7 separate regions of the Mus musculus genome follow, and regions 1, 2, 3, 4, 5 and 7 are each linked to region 6. The links are chromatin contacts, called in public Hi-C, HiCAR-type, HiChIP or PLAC-seq and promoter capture Hi-C maps. All regions are on one chromosome and are shown on one strand. Each heading gives the region's core, a stretch centred on a gene start, on an enhancer-like site or on the middle of the called end of the contact. The rest is flanking DNA. Distances are from core to core; before and after follow the strand shown. Region 1 holds the start of Tmem238 (transmembrane protein 238). Region 2 holds the start of Tnni3 (troponin I, cardiac 3). Region 3 holds the start of Ppp6r1 (protein phosphatase 6, regulatory subunit 1). Region 4 holds the start of Zfp784 (zinc finger protein 784). Region 5 holds the start of U2af2 (U2 small nuclear ribonucleoprotein auxiliary factor (U2AF) 2). Region 6 holds the start of Myadm (myeloid-associated differentiation marker). Region 7 overlaps Rdh13 (retinol dehydrogenase 13 (all-trans and 9-cis)).

Region 1 (2,962 bases), core at 436-2,935, 1.5 Mb after region 6:
GCTCAGACAATATGAATACTCAGAGGAGTGCGCTGGTGCCTAAAGAGCATTCTGGAAGTTTTCTGGTTGGACTGCAGATAGCAATGGCCCTCCTCATTATGGGGGACATCTGTCCGTCTTTGGCCTGAATTAAATACAAATAAAATTTGGGGAAAAGAACTTAAAAACAGAGGTTTAAAGATGGGCGTGGTGGCACACGCCTTTAATCCCAGCACTTGGGAGGCAGAGGCAGGCGGATTTCTGAGTTCGAGGCCAGCCTGGTCTACAAAGTGAGTTCCAGGACAGCCAGGACTATACAGAGAAACCCGGTCTTGAAAAACCAATAAATAAATAAATCAATAAATAAATAAAAATAAAAGCAGAGGTTTTACACATCAGTCAATGGCCTGGGTTTGATGAGATGGCAAGAAAGAAGCAGGAAAGCTGGAGAGAATTTAAGAAAGAAAATACAGGGGTCTCAAAAAAAAAAAAATGGCGCATTGGGTAAAGGTGCTTGCCACCAAACTGCTGACCTGAGTTTGATCTCCAAAGCCTACATGCTGGAAAGAGAATAGATGCAACACAAACATTGTGTCACAAATGCGCGCACACGCACACGCACGCACACACACACACTAATAAAGGGCCAAGAGTGGTGGCACATGCCTTTAATTCCAGCACTCCGGAGGCAGACACAAGCTGATCTCAGTTCAAGGGCAGCCTGGTCTACATATCAAGTTCCAGGACAGCCGTGAAGCCCTGTCTTAAATATCAGAGAAAGGGAAAGGAACAAGGGTGCTTTCCCTCTCTGTGCCCACTGGTTCTTCTTTGCCTCTGACTTCACATTAGGACCGCCTGTCTGGATGAATGGCACTCTTTCATTTGTACATTTGTGTGGTCCGGACAAGAGTGTCACCTACTTTCGGAGCTTCTTGTACAGTAACAGTAATGAGCTCAGAGAACTGGCTACAGGGAGGATGGCATGAGGCCTGGTGCACGTGGAGCAAAAGGAGGAGGGCGTGCTGTGACTCCCAACTTTGTCCCACCCATCCTTCCGAGTCTCTGCTATCTCTGACTCACTCTCCTGCAGTTTCCCCTTCCAGCGACATGTCCGTCTCCCCACCACATCTCATTCTTTCTGGTGTCCTCACCTGGGGCTCACTCGCTGCCCGTGCCTGCCGCCACGGACCCCGCCTCAAGCGTGGCGAGCTGCAGGCGCACGCGGCGGGAGCCGGAGGAGGAGGGCTGGGGCGCGCGGTTCGCTCTGCGTGCTGAGCGGAGACCGGCTGTGGTCCGGGGACTGGCGGTGGCGGGCGCCGACCAGCGACGGGACAGCTTGCGCGCCAGGCGGGCAATCGCCGAGGGTCGTAGGCCGTAGTCACGCTCCAGCTCCTGGCGCGAGATCTCGATGTTGCCGGTGTACCAGAGAATCCAGCCCAGCAGGCTCAAGAACACCAGCAGCGCCCCAGAGTAGATGAGCAGGTCCCCGAAGTCGCGGCCGCGCACCTGCAGCTGCGCGAACACGCCGGTCAGCAGCGCCGCCATGCCCGCCACGTCCAAGGCCACGGCCAGCAGCAGCGCCATGCGGCAGCGGCCCAAGCCGGCCGCTGGAGCCGGTGCGGGCGCGGGTGGGGACGAGGCGCCGACCGCGGACGCCTGCGAGCCGCACACCGGTGACGCTGCCGCCATGGCCCTCGGTGGCCCGCCGCCGCCTGCTCCCCGACAGCGTCCCGGGGTGCGGCTTCCCGGGGCGGAGTTAGGGCCCGGCGCCAGGTGTGCCCAGTGCCTGCATGGTCACCTGAGCTCACAGCCTGGACCTGGTGGCCCGAATGAGTCTCTTGTGTAGCTCAAAGGTCTGGGAGGATCAGCGGCGCACGACCCTGTCCATTAAGCAGTGCCAGATGACTAGGGCCAAATTTCAGGGTGGCATAATGTAGCTAGATAGTGTTTCTACTTAGTGCCCGTCTCCCGAGGGCTACCTGTACCACCAAGTCCATAGTGAAACAAAATGGGGATCAGAAACAAAAAACCGGGCATGTTGGTATGTAGCTCGCTTGGTGGAGTGCTTGCCTACCATGCTCGAAGTTCTTGATTTCATGCCCTGCACAGCATAAAATCCAACAACAGCAACAACAACATTCTCTGGAGCACAGAATCAGCAGCCAGAGCCCTGAAGCTGTCTCCATGCTTGTCTTTTGAGATCTCTTGTGAGTGTAGGGCCTTGTTAACCCAACCTGGGAATACAATGAACCCATCTCCCAGGTGCCAGCTGACACCTTGTGTACACAATATACTGAGCTCAGGGCTCTGTTAGTGCTCAGATGTTAGCCTGACAAGACCTGCCTTCCTGTTCCTAGCCACAATTCCCGAAGTGCTCAGGAAAGGTGTCCCTGAGGAGATGGCATAGAAATTGTAGCTTTAGCCTGACAGTGGTGACCCATGCCCTTAGTCCCAGCACTTGAGAGGCAGATCTCTTGATTTCGAGGCCAGCCTGGTCTATAGAATGAGTTCCAGGACAGCCAGGGCCACACAGAGAGATCCTGACTCAAGTCAAACCAAACCAAAACTGTGGCCTTTTTGCTATTATTTTTTAAAGATATATTTATTGTTATATGTAAGTACACTGTAGCTGCCTTCAGACACATCAGAAGCCGGGCGTGGTGGCGCACGCCTTTAATCCCAGCACTCGGGAGGCAGAGGCAGGCGGATTTCTGAGTTCGAGGCCAGCCTGGTCTACAGAGTGAGTTCCAGGACAGCCAGGGCTACACAGAGAAACCCTGTCTCGAAAAAAAAAAAAAAAAACAAAAACAAAAAAAAAACCAAACAAACAAACAAAAAAAACAACAACAAAACAGACACATCAGAAGCATCAGATTCCGTTAGGGATGATTGTGAGCCACCATGTGGCTGTTTGGAATTTGAACTCAGGACCTTCAGAAGAACAGTCAGTGTTCTTCCCCACTGAGCCATCTCACCAGCTCCA
Region 2 (3,017 bases), core at 492-2,991, 1.2 Mb after region 6:
AAATACACTGGGTTTTGAAGCTGTAGGGCTGAACGTATTGCTTGGCATAAGGATTGCAGATCCTGAGCAGAACTTGAGATGGTGCTTATGCTCCTGATACCCAAGGGATGCCAGGCCAGAGATGAGGAACCTCGGGTCCCAGGCTTATCCGGAATCCTTGCTTTGTAAACTGGTACCTGAAGCTCTTCAAAGCCCAGCCCATCCAACTCCAAAGGCTGGCAACGAGTCCTCAGAACGCGCCCCTTCTCTCCACGTCGCTCTTCTGCCTCTCGTTCCATCTCCTGCTTCGCAATCTGCAGCATCAGAGTCTGCGGAATGGTTGGAGCAGACAACAGAGTCCCAAAAAGTATAAGAATAACAAATTTCCCTCCATCCTCCAGAGAGACAGAATATCCGAACATCCAAGTTTGTGTCTTTTATTCAAAACCTGCCTCGTTTCTGCCCGCGCGCACGTGGGGGGGGGGGGCGGGGGAGGCGGGGACTGACACACTCCGGAAGCGAAACCACTCCCCCAAAGCTCCGCCCACCCAAGCCCACCCACTGCGACCTCATCATCACCTTCAACTGAAGTTTTCTGGAGGCGGAGATCTTAGACTTTTTCTGCCAAGGTGATATGGAGAAAGGTCAGTGTGAGGTCCCAAAGTGGACACTGGGTGGAGCTGCAAGGCATCACGACCCACTCGAGTGCATACCCATTCGGGTCAGACATTCTTCAACCAGAACGCGGAGTCCACTGGAAGCCACGCTCCTCGGTCCCATCTACCAATCTTTGTCTCCGACTAGAGCTACGCACTGCCTATCTATTCACTGCTAACCACTACGCTCACGCCTAAACCTTGCTGTAGGCAAGTTCCCCCCAACCACAGGCCGCTGTCACCAAGCCCAACCTGAACCTTTCTGAAATTCTGCCCCACCCATAGGGCTCTGCCCATCACCCTACCACCCCTTTCCAGGGCCTTGGTCCTGCCCCCTTCTGGGTCTCAGAGGATTCTTGAACCCAGAAGCCCATCCTCTTGGACCCCGCCCCACCTTGGCGTGTGGCTCGGTGGCATAGGCTCGGTAGTTGGCAGAGGAGCGGCGTCGGACAGGAGCAGGCGCAGGCTGCGGTTCCCCAGCCTGGAATTGAAGCAGGCTACATCACTACCCAAACCCTCCCATCCAGCCCTTCCTGGATACCTCACCTCTAGCGGCAGGTTCCCCTGCCCACTGGTCCCCAGTCCTCTCCCTGCAGCACCCACTCTGGACCGAAGGTTCCCTACCCCACTTCTTAGCTCACAGCTCACCGCATCGCTGCTCCTGAAGAGAGAGAAACCGTGAAGAGGAAATCACTGATGGTGGTCCCCTGACTCTTGAACCCCAGGAGTCTGATTCCCAAATTCTTACCTCATTTCTACAGAAATCCAACCACCCTTGCCTCCTACTCTCTCAGGACAAGTATCCAACCTGGTTGCACCCTCAAGACCCACCGCACCTCTCCCTGTTGAGGTCTCCACCCCAAGGCTACGAAGATTCACATACTCATCAGCCATGATGATCTCCAGAGGCAGAGAACAGGATCGGAGATTCCTGGAGGGTCCTGGAAGGGTGTCCCTGGTGACCTTGGAGGTCTCTAGAGGTTGGGTTTCCTCTGGGCTGCTCAAGCCTCACTGAGGACACTGAGATAAGGGGCGAGGACAAAGACTAAATATACTGCTGTCTCCTCCCCTGCCCAGGATAAGCGATAACAGGGTGTGAGGGGAGCCGTGTGCAAAGCTCCAGTTGGGTCAACCAAGGTGCCCAGGATCTACACCCCTCCTCCTTTGACTCTAGCGCCCCAGCTCCCTCCTCCCTCAAACTTAGGAAAACCCGGAGCAAGGTCCCTCTTCTCTCAAATCCAAGAGTCTAGACTTCAGCTTCCCATGTTCATACCCAGAAATCCATGCCGGCCTTCTGTCCTCACACCTAGGTCCCTCACTGAACTGCAGTCTTTCTGGGACCTAGTGTGTCCTTTCTCTCCCCCACGTTTCTGTCGGTTTCAGTGGCCCTGGCATGTTTAGTTTGAAGGATCTTATCCTTCACTCCTGTGAAATTCAGCCAAGCCCACTTGCAAACCCACAATCGGGACCCATCCCTGCTGCTCCCACCCTTCTTGGCACTGGAGACCGACTGAGGACAGGACACACAGAGGTGACCCTGCGCTTTTTATTTGAATCACATTCAAGGAAGGCTATGCCCTTGTCCTTCCCAAAAGCAGCATGTCAAGAAAGGCCCAAGACAAAAGAGAGGATCTGGAGCCCAGGGTTGTCCCTTCAGCCTTCGATCCTTGTCAGGATAAGTCTCAGATAACAGTCTAGGACCCATCCCCCACCCTCACCCCTACCCCCCAAATAGTACAACCGAGAGTTCCAGGAAAGGAATTTGAAGTTCTAGTCATATCCCTGGGGTTGAGAAGGAACGCAGAGTAAAACCGCATGCAGGTGGGCTGAGCTGGTGATGTCAATCCCTGGGCCTGCTTCAGCAGTTAAAGGTGGGCTACGTGGTCCCTGGGGTTCATGTTACATGTTTTGGAGGTGCATTCACCCAGGACGTTGCCATAGCTTCCTGGAGTGGGCTTATCACTTCCGGAGGAGAGGCCAGGTCGGCTTGGGGAAGGCTGATTGCTTCTACAGGCAGGACTAGCTTAGCCTGGGGTGGGCTCATCGCCTCTAGAGGTGGGATCTGGTCAGCTTTGGATGGGCTCAACGCTTCTAGAGGAGGGGCCTGGTTGGCCTGGGGTGGACACATTGTCTCTAGAGGTGGGGCCAGGTCAGCCAGGGGTGGGCTCATCGCCTCTAGAGAGGGGGCCTGGTTAGCCTGGGGCGGACTTATCGATTCTGGGAGAGGGGCGCGGGTAGATTCCACTTTGGAGGGCGCGGGTCCAGATTCCACAGCTGAGTCTCCGCCACCCGGAGTGGAGTCCCCTAACTTGTAGAACCTCGCAAAAGTCTCCGAGGGTTTGGTTGCAGTGTGAGGGGCGAACCCAGCCACCCGCGCTATCT
Region 3 (2,700 bases), core at 135-2,634, 1.4 Mb after region 6:
CACATATTTGCACGCGGTGTTTCTTCCACCTGGAAAGCTCTTCTTCCCACTCTCCATCTGTTAACTCCCACTCAGCCTTCCTCGACAGAAAAGTCACCCATCCGGCCGGTCTCACCAGTCTCTCCCACTCTGCGGCCTGCTGCCACAGCACCCTGGGTTACCACCATCACAACACACAGTAATTGTGACTGTCCAGCTCTGCCTTTGGCTCCCTGAGTAGATAAAAGTACCAGGGACTTCCACTGACCACTCCCTCCTGGACCCAGCAACCAAGTTCTGCCCTCAATGGGCCTCATCTCACAGAATACCCAGTAGCGCACCAAACAGTGGTTCCAAAGTGCCTCCTCACCACAGGAAACTAGGGACAAACAGGGACAGGACAGCCACAGCCAAGGCGAAGGAAAAGACCTGTTTAACCTTGCCTTCCTGAGCAGAGGGTGAGAAACAAAAAGGTCAAGAGTCCACGAAGGCTGGTGAGAGTGAAAAGAGTAGGTAGACACAGAGGTGAGCACAAAAGAGCAGGCAAGAGGAAGGAAAGAGAAAGGCACCCTAGAGGAGGAAGACTACGACAGGGGGGACAGGGGAGTGGGCCCAAATCCCAAGAGAGCTGAGTCAGAATGATAGGTGGAGGTGATGTAGATCCCAGTGGGAAGAGATGGGGGCTGGGGGCTGCGGGGAGAAGAGTCTAAGAGACTTAGAGAGGGTCCCCAATAGACGAGGAAGACGGGCTGGGAATGACAGCGAAGTAGACACAGGCCCGGCGACAGGAAATAGACTTGATGATACTGGCAAGTGGCTAAAAGACTTAGGGAGTGAAAGGGAGGATACTAAGAGACTCAGGGGCGCTCAGGGAGATTTGAGGAAAAGACTCCGGATTAGAAGGCGCACGCCCGGGAAGGCAGCTGCGGGGCTCACCTGCGCGGGGGGGCGGCGGCTCCTCGCACTCGGGGCTCATCGGGGCGCCCCTGCCGCCCCGCCGCCGGCGGCTCCGGCCCTGTCGAGGGGCCGGCTAAGAGGGGCGGGGGCGGCGCCGGTGGGCTCGCGCAGGCGCCCGGGCCGGAGCTCGCGAACCCGCGCAAGCGCCCTCCAGTCACAGGGAATCCCCTGCCTCACCACCGAGCTTCGACGAGTTCGGGTCGTCGCGAAAAAGTAGGCGCACTCGTTCCACCGCAGAGCTCCGTGGCCGACGCGAGGCCCGCGCAGGCGCCTCCGAAGCAGGGCGACGGGGGAAGTCGCCGCGGGTTACACACTGACACGCCGGCACCCGCGGGACAGGAAAAAGAAGCCTCCGCAGCCCGACGGGTGCAGAATTGCACCGAGAGCCGACGCCCGTCCCCTCGGCTTTACTGTCACCCGAAGCGGCTGGGTCTCCCCGGCCCCAGCCGTCCACCTTAAGGCCTCCGACGCAGGGCTACCTCCGCCACTGTCCCACAATGCCCCGAGCGCGGGAGGACGCAAGAAGACAGGCTCCGCCCTCTCGTGGTCGCTCTCCGTGCGCAGGTGCGCGAGAGGCCGCTAGGTCGGCCTGGCGAGGCGCGTGCGCGGTGAGCGCTGGCGCCCAGAACCCGCCCACTCCGGAACTCCGCGGCTGTCCGTGCCCACGGTTGCCAATGTTCTCTCCCTGAATAAACCTAGAGGGCCCAGTGCGCAGGCGCTGCTGCAGCCAGAACCCCGTTTTCTGTGACTACATTCCAAAATCCGCTGAATATTCGGTTCTAGGATCTTTCGCCCTGAAAGCTACCTTCGGAAATCCGATTGTTATTCCGACTCCTTCAACCATATTTCTTTGACTCGAGTCAACTCCTAAGAAATCCATTCCAACTTTTCGTCCTCACGCGAAGCTGGTTGCTTTTGTTCAGTCGGGTTCGTCCCGGATGCCTAAGCGTCTGCCGAGGTTTTCTGGCTGACCTCCTACTCAGGCATTTGCCCAAGCCGCGTCTACTGTTGCCAGTTGCTGCACAAAGCCTCCTCTTGTAACAACCGGGAGGAACCCCTTAACGCCGGGATTCAGTCACTAAAGGGCCTTTTCTAGCGCTGAGCCTCGGTTTACCCCAACTTTCATCCCCTGCTCCTTCGTGCCCGTTTTAGAGGTCAGCTGTAAGGACTAGATAAATGCATGTAAGAAACATTAGTTTTCCTTTTTTAAAACAGCAGATTAGGACTTTATATTTCGGGGACATTTCACGTCAGTCATTATTTTGACTTTCAAGGGATGTAGATATTTTTCTCCACCCCTTCTCAAATGGCTTTAATGGACTTGCACAGATTAACACCTGTCAGTAATTTTTTTCGTCTTGTCTCTCCTGGGCTGTGCTGCTTTTAATTTTTGTTCGATCTTGTATCAACTGAGTTCTGTGTAAGAGAGCACCTTCATATTAAAAGTGAACACTAGCTCTGCTCCCTGTCTCCTTTAAGTTCAGCCTGCCCCCCCCCCCCACCCCACCCCCAATTCCAGGATGGGTCTTCTCTCCCCAGTTAGACCTTTCTGGAAACTCATACACACACTGGAGATGTGTTTCCATGGTGATTCTAAATCCTGCCAACTTGGCAATGAAGATTAACTTTCACACAAAACTTCAAGGATGTCGAGCTGGCTTCATGGGCAAAGGTGGCTGCTGTGCAAGCCCATAACCTGGCTCAACTTAAAATTCGATCCCAATACCCACATGGGAGAAAGGGAGAATCAATGCCCCACACTGT
Region 4 (2,703 bases), core at 154-2,653, 1.7 Mb after region 6:
AAAGGTCTGCCTGCCTCTGCCTCCCAAGTGCTGGGATTAAAGGCGTGCGCTTGCCATCAAGCCCAAGTATTTCATGTTCTGTTCTGTGTGAGAGCCTGCATGTGTGTTCACTGTGTGTGTCACTGTCCATGGAGGTCAGGAGTGAGGGTCAGATCCTCTAGGAATGGAGTCACAGGTGGTTGTGAGCCTCCATGCGGATGCCCGGAACTGAACCTCTAAAAGTGCAGCCAGGGCTCTTAAATGCTGAGCCATCTCTCCAGCCGTATCCCTTGATTTCTTAACCCTGTTATCCATGATACCGAATTTTTGATGGATCCTTGTTCTGGCATTTCCCCTTCTTGACCCAAATATACCACAGACACGGTGGTACCTCTCCTCTGTACTAGTTAAAAGTCTCATAATTCCCCCCTTAGAATGAAAAACACCACTCAGAGGTAACCCCTGTTCCTGCTTCTGCCCCTCATTATCCACCTCTTCTAGAGCACCCTAAATGGACTTTGGAAAATGCAAATGAGGTCATGACATTTCGCCACTCCAAGTCCTCCGATTGCACTTAAAACCTCGTGTCCTTCCTATAATATCCAACACGATCTGGATCCTGCTTATCTCACTGACTACATTGCAACCATAAGCCGGCACCCAGCTGACTTCTGCCATTTAAATTTAGCTTGCTCCACCCCCACTCTTAAGTGCACCTTTTATTTCTCTTATAGGACATATTACAATACTCTTTATCGTCACTTTTTCTCCTCATAAGACTGCAAGTTGCAAGAGGACGCAATCGTTGTCCATTTTGGTCCCCTGGAGCTTTAAATGTTTGCTGAATGAACCAATATTTTCAGTTACTTTCCAGTTACTAGTTATAAGTTCTAAAGTCATCCGAAGCACCCATTTCTCCTCCCTTGGGCATTTGTAAGGCAGTCAGTCCTTGTATCATCACATGCCATCCCAACACGGTGACCGAATTATAGCTCTCCTTTGGGGTCACCTTCCCAACCATCCACTAGCCCTATAATTTCCCTGGTGCCCCGCCCCTCTTAAGATGCCACACTTCTTTATGCAAGCTCCCTTGTCCTCTCCCTGGACCCAACCAAGCCCAAGACACAAGCTGTCTTCAAGACCCGCCTCAACCAGGCCTCGCTCCTCATTCCCCATAGGCTCCTCCCTAAACCCCGCCCCAGAGGGTTACCATACCCCCGCCCAATTGTTCTAGGCCCCGCCTTGACCCCGCCCCTTGCCCTGCGATCTTCTTCGCTGTGAACCCCCGGCCCAGACCCCTTCGTCGCCCGCACCAGGTCCGGCGGCTCCGGGGATGGCGACTCCCGGGTCGGTGAGCTCGGAATCGGGGGATCCGGGCGCGCGGCGGCCATCTTGTACCTAAGCCCGGTCCCTGAGGGCAAAGATTGCTCCGCGAAGGGCGGGGCCGGGCTGGCGGCGCTGCGCAAGCGCGGGGCAGGTCGACGAGGGGCGGGATCATAACCGGTAGATGAGCGGGGCCCTGGCGGGGTAGGATAGGCGGAATCCGGCAAAAGGTCTTCAAAACCTGTCGGTCCTCCGCATGGGCTGACTGAACTTGCAGCTGGAAGGTCGGCCACACCCTAGCGACGCATTCCAATGTCTCCCCACTTTTTATTGTTTAGGCATGTTTTCACTATGTATTCCTGTCTGGCCTAGAACTCTCTTTGCAGACCAAGATGGCCTCGAACTCACAGAAATCTGCTGGCCTCTGAGCCATAATGATCGGCCTTCCAAATCCCCTTTTAAAACTAACTGCAGGTGAGCCCGAAGTTTGCTTATGTGAACTTAAAGGCATGGGAGATTCTAACGTTTCTGAGGTTACTTTCAATTCATGGTGCAAAAGGTAGCGGTTCAGTTTATGAATGGGAGGTTTTCTAAGTCTGTGTCAAGAATGAGACTCATTCGGGAGTGGGGGGTCGGGGAACCCGGAAAGGGGATAACATTTGAAATGTAAATAAAGAAAATAACCAATTTTAAAAAAAGAAGGAGGAGGAGACTCATGAGCTCAGGTAAGATTCCAGACGGAAGCTAACCCCTCTCAGTTGCTGTGATGTTTGGGAGAAAAGAGCTCAAAGAGGGTTTTCGGCAGCACTAAGGACAGGGCTCTTTTGAGAGTTAAACTCACTCTAGGGCCTGACTTTGTGACTTGATAAGTCAGGACACTTCTGTGATCATCTCCTCCTCCTCCTTTTTTTTTTTTTTTTTTTTTTTTTTTTTTTTTTTTTTGAGACAGGGTTTCCTTATGGGATTTTCTTTCTTTCTTTTTTTGTTTTTGTTTTCGAGACAGGGTTTTTCTGTGTAGCCTTGGCTGTCCTGGAACTCACTCTGTAGACCAGGCTGGCCTCGAACTCAGAAATCCACCTGCCTCTGCCCCCCCCAGTGCAGGGATTAAAGGCATGGGCCACCACTGCCTGGCTTCTCTTCCTATTTTCACTCATTCCTTGTTTCCTACCTTCTGACTACGCCCCATACAGTAAGGTGACCTCAAACTTATGTAGTCTATGCTGGCCTTGAACTCTATTTTGATTTTTAAAGGTCTCCTCCTCCTTCCTTCCCTCTGTCCCTCTTTCCTTCCTCCCTCCCTTCCTCCCTCCTCTTCCTTCTTTCTTCTTCTTCTTCCTTCCTTCCCCCTCCCCCTCCCTCCTCCTCGTATGGGTGCTCTGTCTGTCCACCACTTGTTTGCAG
Region 5 (2,878 bases), core at 157-2,656, 1.8 Mb after region 6:
GTATTATTCTGAGAGTTTAAATTAAAGAGACATGAAAATTTTCAATAAACTGGGCCCCAGGTCTTACTAGGAAGGGAATATGCTGGGAAGGGGTGGCCGTCGCCACGGAGACTGGGACAGGAGCGCTCAGCCAGAAGCCTCTAGAGAGGTTGGGGAGGGTAGGGTGTAATTAGCCCCAGGAGGCAGAGGTGGGAAGCGGAGCAGTAGGAGAAACTGAGGTAAGACGACTTTAAGAAGGCAGCGCCTGGGGCATTGATTCAATGAACGTTTAGCTGAGCCAGCCCGGAGGAGGTACCGGGGCGCTGGGTAGACTCTTTTCCGCCTGCCCGCCAGGGGTCAGGAGATCTCTCGGAGGTGTCACATTCGGCGCTTGCGCAGCAGGAGCAGGGGCGGACAATTTAACGCGATTGCCTTGGCAACCGGGAGAGAGCAGTCAGGTTTAACCGTCTTGAAGTTAGTGCCTTGGGGGCTGAGGTTGGCGGTGGGGGAAGGGGTGTGTGGGAGGAGATCGGGCGCACGCGCAATGTGGATTTAGAATGGCGGATCCTCCGGAGCGCTGAGAAAAACGTGCCCTAGACCGCTACGCAGGCGCAGAAACCCCTCTCCAATCACCGTGCGCAGGCGTCCCAAGCTGAGCTAACAACCTCCGCAGCGGCCTCGAACACCCTTTGTCGCACTGGCTGCTACTGTCCCACACACTTTCTCTGGCCTTCCGCGAGGTCAGTTTTTTCAGTTTTCTCCTAGAGAGCTAGGGACCGAAAGCTGAGACCCCGCCCCCTCCCCCGTAGCTATCTGGCCCACCTCCCATCAGTCCTCCCTCCCTTTTCGGGTCTTTAAGCCGAAAGGAGCCGAAGCAAGAGCGGAAAGAGCCGAACTTCCCTCCTGGGCGTGAGACCTTCCCGAAGCAGTGGCGGAAGGGACCGATATTCTCCGGAAGGGGCGGAGTGACCCTGTGGCGCCTCCGGAAAGAGCCGAAGACTAGAATCGGGCTTAATCTCTAGAGGGGCGGTGAGCGAGCGCTGGAAACCTTCGGAAAGAGCCGAAGGCCCGGACGGTTAGGATTGTTGGAAGTGACTGACCGCTTGGACAGGGTCGGCGAGGGGTGGGACGGATTTCCAGAGGAGGCCAGAGACAGACGGTTTGAGTTGTAGGAAAATCCGTGTCTTTAGAGGGGGCTGGTGTCGGGGAACGCGAAGACTCGCGGAATCCTCCGAACGTTGAAACGCTAGTTTCCGAAAAGTTACCGAAACTCGGGCAGCCGGCATAATCCTCGCTTCGGGTGATTTTGACGGCGACCGCCGCCTTCCGACTGCTCCGTCCGAGAACAGCCGACAGGCTTCGGAGCCGAGCTCGGGGAAGTTCCGGGGGGGGGCGGGTCGGGCGGGACGAGGGGGTGGAGCCTGGGAGGGGCGGGGCTTGGGGCTTGATTAGGTAGGCGACGGAGTGCCGGCGGGGGCCGGAAGTAGCCGAAGCCAGCGGCGGAAGTAGCCGGAGCGGGCGGGCGGCAAGGCGAGGCGAGAGCTGCACAGGGCCCTACGCGGCCGCCTAAGCATGTCGGACTTCGACGAGTTCGAGCGGCAGCTCAACGAGAATAAACAAGGTGAGGGCGCCGGGGTTGTGGGGTGGCTTCTTGCTTCGCCCTGTGCCCCCCCGCCATTTCCCTCTCTTGTTCGCTTCCCTAGGGCCGCACGCTACCCCCCCACCCCCCCGTCCGTGCCGCGCGCGCCGAGCTCACGTGACCTCCTCTCGGCGCTGAGGGAAGGGGTGGCGGGCGAGGCTCAGGGCGCGTGCGCGCCGCAATAGCCCGCGCCCACGTGGTCTCGGCGGAGGCGGCGCGTTTTGTTAAGTAGATGCCTTGAGAGCGCGCGGGATTCCGTAATGTGAAGCTTTTCTGTTGTCGTTTTAAATTTTTGTCTTTTACTTGAGAAAGATGAATTTTGGTCTCTAAATTCTGTCATTTTCTTTTGCTGCCTTGGCACTTCCGCTTCCGGTCGTGCGTACTTTTCTTTTCTCCACGCCCCCTTTGTTTCCAAAATGGCGGTGGTGAATCAGCCCCCCCCCCTCCTTTCCTTTTCCTTCACGTGGACTGGCAGTGCAATCTCCCGCTGCTTGTAGGTTTCGAGCCTGTTCATATTTTTTTGATTTCTCCAGAACTCTCCTACCTCGATGTTTCTGTCTCCGTCTCCGTCTCCGGCTTTGCGGTGTCTTAGATAAAAATGTGTCCTACACTTGTTTGCCCGCCAAAGAGGGAAGTCTGCGTTCTTTGTGCTCCTGTTGAGCATAAATCATGTATGCCTTGGGGCTTTTTTTGGCGGCAGACAATATCTGTTTTCCATATCCCTAACAATCCCTAAACTTATCGGTTTTAGGCAAAGCCCAGGTCCTGTATCATTCCAAACTCGGGTACCTAAAGCCAGTTACACTATAGGGATTGTAAAATATTCAACAGAATGGGGAAGAGGGAGCTGGCCCATTAACAGGTTAGTGGAGGCAGGTGCTCCCAAGGTAAGATCTTGTACTATGAATTTGGATCAGAAAGGCAAGCAGGCTATGTTGGTGCTGGCGGATTTAGGGATACCGAGGAAAACGTTGATTTACAAGACATTCTCTACAACCTCTTCTTTTTTGAGACCGAAGAGTTTAAATTTCTTGAGGGTTGAGACTTAAGCTGTCTTGTGTTGGGGCACTGGATGAGACCTTGAGAATTATTTGAAATGAAGCTGGAATTGAGGAGAGAGTAGCTAAAACAGTACACGTGGAAAAGTAATTATTCTGAGTGTCCTTGGTGAGCTTTTCTGCTTTGAGTAGTGTATTGCTTTAGAGTATAGGGCTTAGGGATTGAACATACCTGAGTTCAAATACCTTCATTACTCTTTAT
Region 6 (2,746 bases), core at 229-2,728:
CAGCTCCTCCCTCCTCTGTAGGACACGAAGCTGGCTGTAGTGAGCTCTTGGACCCCTTCGAACCCCCACCTCCCACCCCCTTCGCGAAGCTCCTAGCTTCCTCTCTAGGGCTAGGACTATAAACCTCTCCAGTCTTCCTGGAAGGTAACCAGAAGCAGCCGCCGGGAAGAGACAAGCAGCCGCAGCCGCCACTAGGCCCCGCCCAGCAGCAGCAGAGCAAGGCCGCGCCCGGGACCGCTGCAGAGCGGGGTGAGTGAGTGCAGCCAGGAGGGAGGGAACCAGGTGTCCTGGGTCTCCGCCCTGCCCAGGGGGCCAGCATTGGGACCTTTAGGAGAGACCTAAAGGTCCCTCCAGCATCGCGACCTTCAGCTTCTTTTCCCATCTGGCTCAGTCGAGTTCTTTCAGGCCCTTAAATCCGACTTTTTTTTTTTTTTTTTTTCCCAATCCTGCATCTCTTTCCTGCTTTTGCCCCTCTCCTCCCGGTACTATAGGGCCCGAGGAATCCTTCCCATATGATAGAACCTAGAATCCAGAGCTCCGGGCCCTAGCCCTGTCCTCATAAAGATTCTGAGTCTCTCCCTTTGTCCTGAAGGCAGGAATTCAGGCCAAAAATAGCGTGCCCTTCTAGACTCAGGCAACCAACCAACCAACCACATATGTTTTGAAAACTGAACGCTCAGAAATCTGGTACCCTCCCTCCAAATTTCCAGGAATTTAGCTACTATCCATCATCCTTTCGCGTCTCCTGGCTGTGATCTTCTGAGACTTGGCCCAAGGGTCCTCAGGCCATGATTACAGTGTAATTGGAGATATGGCCCACTCTCTATGCAGACCCCTAAACGAAGGAATCTAGTCTTTGTTTTTTGGGGGTGGGCCCTCACTAGTCAAGGTAGCTTAAGCTCAAGGCCTGGCACCCTAAATTCTGCTTCAGGTAGACAAGACTCCGTTAAACAGAGGTCTAGCTGACCCTCAAACTGCTGGGACCTGGATGTGTAAGATTTCCTTTTTCTGGGTATCGTGGGGGAACTGATAGACAGAGGCGTGGGGCGGAGAGCGGGAGAACTGAATGAGAGGTGAGACTAGGCGTGGGGACCCGGCTTAGTGGGGGGGGGGCGACGACTCTATCTGAAACAAATCATAAACAAGTACGTTTCTATGGCAACAGCATTCTCCGGTCTACCCTGAAGATTTCTTTCTAGAGCTATGACAGGGAGGATAGCCCCCAGGAGACCCCACCCCTCCAGCTGCTGTGTCTTCCTGTTTTGTCTCCACGGCTACGGTGACCTCAGCTCTGCACCCCCTCACTGGTAGGGCGGGAGATCCAGGACGCTAGCCTTCTGGGGGCGTGGTGTGGCATTAGCCCCGCCTTCGGGGCCTACCAGGGATAGCCTGAATGAAGGGAAAGTCCCTTTTCACCGCCCTAGCCAGGCCCAAACCCCGCCCACAACCCCTCCCTCGCGCGCTCCTCAGCTGGCCAACTCCACCCAGTCCTAAGACCCTTTTGGTCTGCAGCTGTCGTCCTTGTTTGTGCTACAGTCGCCACTGCCTGGAGAGGTAAAGCTGCAGGGACCCCCAAAGGGAAGGAGTTGTGGTCCAGGATCCTTGGTTCTAGAAAGAGGAGTGGGCACGGATTCAGGTGTCTGGATCCCTAGAAACACTGCAGTTGGACCAGGACTCAAGCTCTGGATGAAAGGCTGAACATCTGAGCTCATACAGGTCATACATGGGAAAGAAGAGGGACTGGGGAGTGGGCACGTGGGTATGAGGAAGGACGGTGGTACTTGGACCCTTGAGGCTGAGAGCGGTAGGATGGGATCTAGACTCCTAGGTCTGACCAAAAAGGTTTGGGATCTGTATTTAAGATGGGTCTCAGGGAGGAGGGCAGGATTCAGACCTTAATCTGGAGGAAGTTGGGGGTCTGAATTTGTTCTGAGGGAGAAGGTACTGGAGTTTGAATTGGGACGGAAGAAGGGAGGGGCTGGGATCTCGACTCTTGGTTTGAAGACTCGGAAAGATTGAGTATAGATCCCTGAATCCGAGAAGATGGAACTCCTGGATGCTTATACCTGGTGCTTATACCTGGAGGGACTCAGGAGGGGAAAGTCCTTGTTCTGACCCTCCCAGAGGCCTGCACCCGCACTAGAGTATGGGGGGGGGGCTGGGGGGAGGGAGGTAGGAATCTTTGAAGGCTTACGGCTGAGCCCACCACTGGTGTGAGGCGTGGCCTGGAGTCTGTTCAGGGCTGTGCCCAGCATGTGCCCTGTCTGTGGAGTGATGGATGACCTCAGGAGTGTGGCATTGGGGATGGTAGCAGGGGTGCTGGGTGTGGCCCTGAGAGTGGAACTAGACCTAGGAGGAAACTCTAGGGGCGTTTCCTCACCCTGCTTATGTCTTTAGCTGAGCATTCCTGAGCAATGACTTCAAACGATGCTGGAGGCCTCTATCACTAGTTCCGTTACCTCTCCTAAGGTCTTCCTTTCTTTCTATTCCTCCTTTCCTAACTTTTCTCCCTGACAGAAGGATTTATGCTGGACACTAACCCGCCATTTTTGTTTTTGTTTAAAAAATTTTAAAGACAGGCTTTATGTATATAGCCTTTGTAGTCCTGGAACTCGCTATGTAGACCTGGCTGGCCCTGAACTTGTAGAGATCCGTCTGCCTCTTCCTCCTAAATGCTGAGATTACAGGCGATCTGTTGCCCACTTATTATAGTGCGGGGTGCCTGGCTTCCCAAAAAAACCAATCC
Region 7 (2,912 bases), core at 36-2,535, 1.1 Mb after region 6:
CTAACATGTTACTGTAATCAAACAACAAGCTTAAGAGTCTACAGTTAAAATTACACAGGAATTGGAGAGATCCTGATCCTAGGTCACGCTGGTTTTCTGTGGCAGCAGCTAGCAGCTTTTCATCCCACTCTGTCCTGAGCACTTCGGGGCTAACCAAGACAGGGTCTGCCAGGGTTTCCACTGGATCACAGCCACTGTCCAGCACACAAGGTGTCCACGGCTGCCCTTTCTGAGTCTGGCGAGAGCTTCAGACCCACACCATCCTTAAGGGAGCAGTGACCCTTTGCAGTTTGCAATCAAGAGCTGTCTGGTTCATTTGGTTGTCAACCTGACATTCGTAAAAGACAGAGAGAGACCCTCATGTGAAGAGCTGCTTAGACCAGACTGTCCTGAGGGATTGTCTGTGGAGCATTTTCTTGATTGCTAGCTGATGTAGGAGGTAGACGCCCACTGTGGATGGTGCCATCCTTGGACAGGTAGGCCTGCACAGGTACCTGGGACAGGCATAGTAATACATGCCTTTAATTCCAGGCATGGCAGATCTCTGTGAGTTCAAGGCCAGCCTAGTCTACATAGCAAGTTCCAGGAAGGCCAGGGTTACAAAGTGAGACCCTCTCTGTAAAAAAAAAAAAAAAAAAAAAAAAGATAATAATAATAATAATAAAAATAAAAGCAAGGTACCTGACATATGCCTGTGAGCACACCTCCATTGGTATCTGCTTCAAGTTACTGTCCTGAGTTCCTGCCCTGGCTTGCCTCTTCCATGATAAACTATAACCTGTGAGTTAAATAAGCCCTTTTTCTCCCCAGGTTGATTTTGGTCATGGTGTTTATCACAGCAACAGAAAGCAAACTAGAACAACAGCCAAGTCAGAGAGGAGGCAGGAGTATATAAGGGCCCACAAAAATCTATAGCTATGCCTGCTCTTTAACAGTAGACCAATCAGTCCACCACAGCAGCTTTGGTGTCCACTGTCTTTGGACACTGCCCATAACCAGAGTGACTGTCTCCCCTATCAGCCTCCCCTTTTAGATTCCTAAAGGAGGCACCTGATGGACCATCTCCCCAGTAACCAACAGAGTACATGGACCTGCCATCCCCTGAGCCAGTGCCTACCTGTGGTCCAACTCAATGTAGCCAGCTAACGATAAATGCTAGAACTAACATTGCCACCTAGAGGATGATGAGGGCATAGCAGCCAGCATCCACAGACTTGAGTTCTAACAGTGCAACACTGTCCCTAAAGGATGATGAGGACATGGCAGCCAACATCCACAGTCTTGAGATTCTAATAGTACCAATACTGCCCCTAGAGGATGATGAGAGCATGGCCAGCAGCAGTCTTGGTAACACAGCTCCATCTGGGTCTCTGAAGGTTATCTGGGAATGGCATGTCCTCTCCCAGGGGATCCATGAGCCATGGCCAAGCCCACCAAACGGGCACTTTCCGTCCAAAGTCTGCGGGCTACTTCCTCATCTTCAGCCTCAGGAGATGGAGCCTTCTCTCTGAGTCCATCAAAGTACTTCCCCGAAACATTCTCCAGTTCTTCTGCCACGGCCAGATATGTGCTGGGCTGGGCCGCCAGCTGGGGACTCTTGAACAGCAGCCAGAAGAAGGGCCCTACAATCAACCACAGAACAGTCAAAAATAAAAATCCCCTGCTCCACCCTCAGGGAACCCAAAACCCAGCCTTGGAGGCTGGAAGCTGCCCTGAAGTCCCAGGGAACCTACCTCCAGGCCTTTGTGTCTGCAGTTCTCTCTACCTAAATGGCCCGTCCCAGGCAACACCCCACAAATTCCTCCAAAAGGAGAGATGAATCCAAAAGCGGCCTCCTATAGGAAGCCTCCCTGAGTGTTCCCAGAAAAATGAAAGCACATTTTCCTCTATTCTATGTATTGTTCCTAGAAATAATCTTTTCCTCTCAGGCAGGGCATGTGTCTCAGGCAGAGCATGTGTCTCAGGCAGGGCATGTGTCTCAGGCAGGGCATGTGTCTCAGGCAGGGCATGTGTCTCAGGCAGGGCATGTGTCTCAGGCAGGGCATGTGTCTCAGGCAGGGCATGTGTCTCAGGCAGAGCATGTGTCTCAGGCAGGGCATGTGTCTCAGGCAGAGCATGTGTCTCAGGCAGGGCATGTGTCTCAGGCAGGGCATGTGTCTCAGGCAGGGCATGTGTCTCAGGCAGGGCATGTGTCTCAGGCAGGGCATGTGTCTCAGGCAGGGCATGTGTCTCAGGCAGGGCATGTGTCTCAGGCAGGGCATGTGTCTCAGGCAGGGGCATGTGTCTCAGGCAGGGCATGTGTCTCAGGCAGGGCATGTGTCTCAGGCAGGGCATGTGTCTCAGGCAGGGCATGTGTCTCAGGCAGGGCATGTGTAGTCCAGGTTGGCCCTGACCTCAACTCCCTATACAGCCAAAGATGAACTTAAATTCCTTCCCTCTGCCTCTATGTGCAGAGTGCTGGGAGGCAAATCCCAGTGTTTGATTTTATGTGGTGCTGGAGATCAACCCCAGGGCTCCAGAAAGATAGCCAAGCAGTTCGCCAACTGAGCGACATCTCCAGCCCTCGATTCTGTGGTCTTCTCACGCTAAAATTCTTAATACATGCCCACTAAGTGACTCGGGCATTATGAATGCCTGCCACAGTGCTCTGTTGACTCAGACTACATTCTTGTACTTCTTCTCTCACACCGTTGATCCCAACCGCAGCCTCTCCTCCCTTCACTCTCCCAGTTTGCCTTCCTGCTTTCCCTCTCCCTCAGATCCACTCCTCCTCTATTTCCCTTCAGGAAAGAGCGGGCCTCCCAGGAATATCAACCGAACACAGCATAACAAGACACACTAAGACTAGGCACAATTCCACATGAGCTGCACAACCATAGCATACACAGAGGACCTAGCACAGACCTGTGCAG

Evidence for each region. Hi-C and Micro-C count contacts between places; a contact is called where the count stands out from the background. HiCAR-type assays count read pairs that join an accessible place to other places. HiChIP or PLAC-seq counts read pairs in DNA pulled down with a chosen protein or histone mark. Capture Hi-C pulls out chosen DNA fragments and counts their contacts.
Region 1: a Hi-C map of B cells shows a contact between it and region 6, with 7 read pairs. The contact joins the promoter of Tmem238 here to the promoter of Myadm in region 6. A contact is called at or near these places in 5 of 39 promoter capture datasets (cranial neural crest, liver, pre-B cells and 1 more), 1 of 484 Hi-C or Micro-C datasets (B cells), 2 of 115 datasets of contacts at active chromatin or transcription factors (embryonic stem cells and pancreatic cancer cells) and 1 of 9 other capture datasets (liver).
Region 2: a HiCAR-type map of embryonic stem cells shows a contact between it and region 6, with 4 times the contacts expected there. The contact joins the promoter of Tnni3 here to the promoter of Myadm in region 6. A contact is called at or near these places in 9 of 39 promoter capture datasets (the 3T3-L1 cell line, HPC-7-derived erythroid cells, cranial neural crest and 6 more), 4 of 115 datasets of contacts at active chromatin or transcription factors (embryonic stem cells, extraembryonic endoderm stem cells and pancreatic cancer cells) and 1 of 9 other capture datasets (liver).
Region 3: a FOXA1 HiChIP or PLAC-seq map of pancreatic cancer cells shows a contact between it and region 6. The contact joins the promoter of Ppp6r1 here to the promoter of Myadm in region 6. A contact is called at or near these places in 4 of 39 promoter capture datasets (cranial neural crest, frontonasal cranial neural crest, hippocampal neurons and 1 more), 1 of 484 Hi-C or Micro-C datasets (cardiomyocytes), 1 of 115 datasets of contacts at active chromatin or transcription factors (pancreatic cancer cells) and 1 of 9 other capture datasets (liver).
Region 4: an HNF4G HiChIP or PLAC-seq map of pancreatic cancer cells shows a contact between it and region 6. The contact joins the promoter of Zfp784 here to the promoter of Myadm in region 6. A contact is called at or near these places in 3 of 39 promoter capture datasets (frontonasal cranial neural crest, hippocampal neurons and maxillary cranial neural crest), 1 of 484 Hi-C or Micro-C datasets (B cells) and 2 of 115 datasets of contacts at active chromatin or transcription factors (bone marrow-derived dendritic cells and pancreatic cancer cells).
Region 5: a contact with region 6 is called in a promoter capture Hi-C map of adipose tissue, with 2.8 times the contacts expected there. The contact joins the promoter of U2af2 here to the promoter of Myadm in region 6. A contact is called at or near these places in 5 of 39 promoter capture datasets (cranial neural crest, hippocampal neurons, liver and 1 more), 4 of 484 Hi-C or Micro-C datasets (LSK cells, muscle stem cells, myocytes and 1 more), 3 of 115 datasets of contacts at active chromatin or transcription factors (astrocytes, neural progenitor cells and pancreatic cancer cells) and 3 of 9 other capture datasets (adipose tissue, liver and macrophages).
Region 7: a contact with region 6 is called in an H3K4me3 HiChIP or PLAC-seq map of embryonic limb bud, with 7 times the contacts expected there. The contact joins the enhancer-like site here to the promoter of Myadm in region 6. A contact is called at or near these places in 3 of 39 promoter capture datasets (the HPC-7 cell line, hippocampal neurons and pre-B cells) and 4 of 115 datasets of contacts at active chromatin or transcription factors (astrocytes, bone marrow-derived dendritic cells, embryonic limb bud and 1 more).

The regions. Positions count from the first base shown.
Region 1 is chr7:4,787,875-4,790,836 of GRCm38.p6, forward strand. Tmem238 (transmembrane protein 238) reads right to left here and starts at 1,686. Exons shown (of 2, transcript NM_029384.1): 1 at 1,131-1,686. The coding sequence starts at 1,668. The coding sequence ends at 1,138.
Region 2 is chr7:4,520,787-4,523,803 of GRCm38.p6, forward strand. It overlaps Tnni3 (troponin I, cardiac 3), which reads right to left and starts at 1,742. Exons shown (of 8, transcript NM_009406.4): 1 at 1,519-1,742; 2 at 1,284-1,296; 3 at 1,030-1,116; 4 at 559-600; 5 at 177-308. The coding sequence starts at 1,529. Dnaaf3 (dynein, axonemal assembly factor 3) reads right to left here. Exons shown (of 12, transcript NM_001033548.3): 12 at 2,147-3,017. The coding sequence ends at 2,530.
Region 3 is chr7:4,657,566-4,660,265 of GRCm38.p6, forward strand. Ppp6r1 (protein phosphatase 6, regulatory subunit 1) reads right to left here and starts at 1,385. Exons shown (of 24, transcript NM_172894.2): 1 at 916-1,385.
Region 4 is chr7:5,037,043-5,039,745 of GRCm38.p6, forward strand. Zfp784 (zinc finger protein 784) reads right to left here and starts at 1,404. Exons shown (of 2, transcript NM_001039532.2): 1 at 1,293-1,404. The coding sequence starts at 1,370. It also overlaps a transcript of Zfp580 not described here.
Region 5 is chr7:5,060,737-5,063,614 of GRCm38.p6, forward strand. It overlaps U2af2 (U2 small nuclear ribonucleoprotein auxiliary factor (U2AF) 2), which reads left to right and starts at 1,407. Exons shown (of 12, transcript NM_133671.3): 1 at 1,407-1,600. The coding sequence starts at 1,552. It overlaps Ccdc106 (coiled-coil domain containing 106), which reads left to right. Exons shown (of 5, transcript NM_146178.2): 5 at 1-49.
Region 6 is chr7:3,289,077-3,291,822 of GRCm38.p6, forward strand. It overlaps Myadm (myeloid-associated differentiation marker), which reads left to right and starts at 1,479. Exons shown (of 3, transcript NM_016969.2): 1 at 1,479-1,554.
Region 7 is chr7:4,426,181-4,429,092 of GRCm38.p6, forward strand. Rdh13 (retinol dehydrogenase 13 (all-trans and 9-cis)) reads right to left here. Exons shown (of 7, transcript NM_175372.4): 7 at 1-1,622. The coding sequence ends at 1,378. Among named protein-coding and RNA genes, the nearest start is that of Rdh13, 18 kb to the right of the region's middle. Within about 2 kb of position 1,286, at least 196 of the 459 cell types and tissues checked have an H3K27ac peak or open chromatin away from gene starts, as enhancers often do. A contact at or near this core is called in embryonic limb bud, where this site is marked.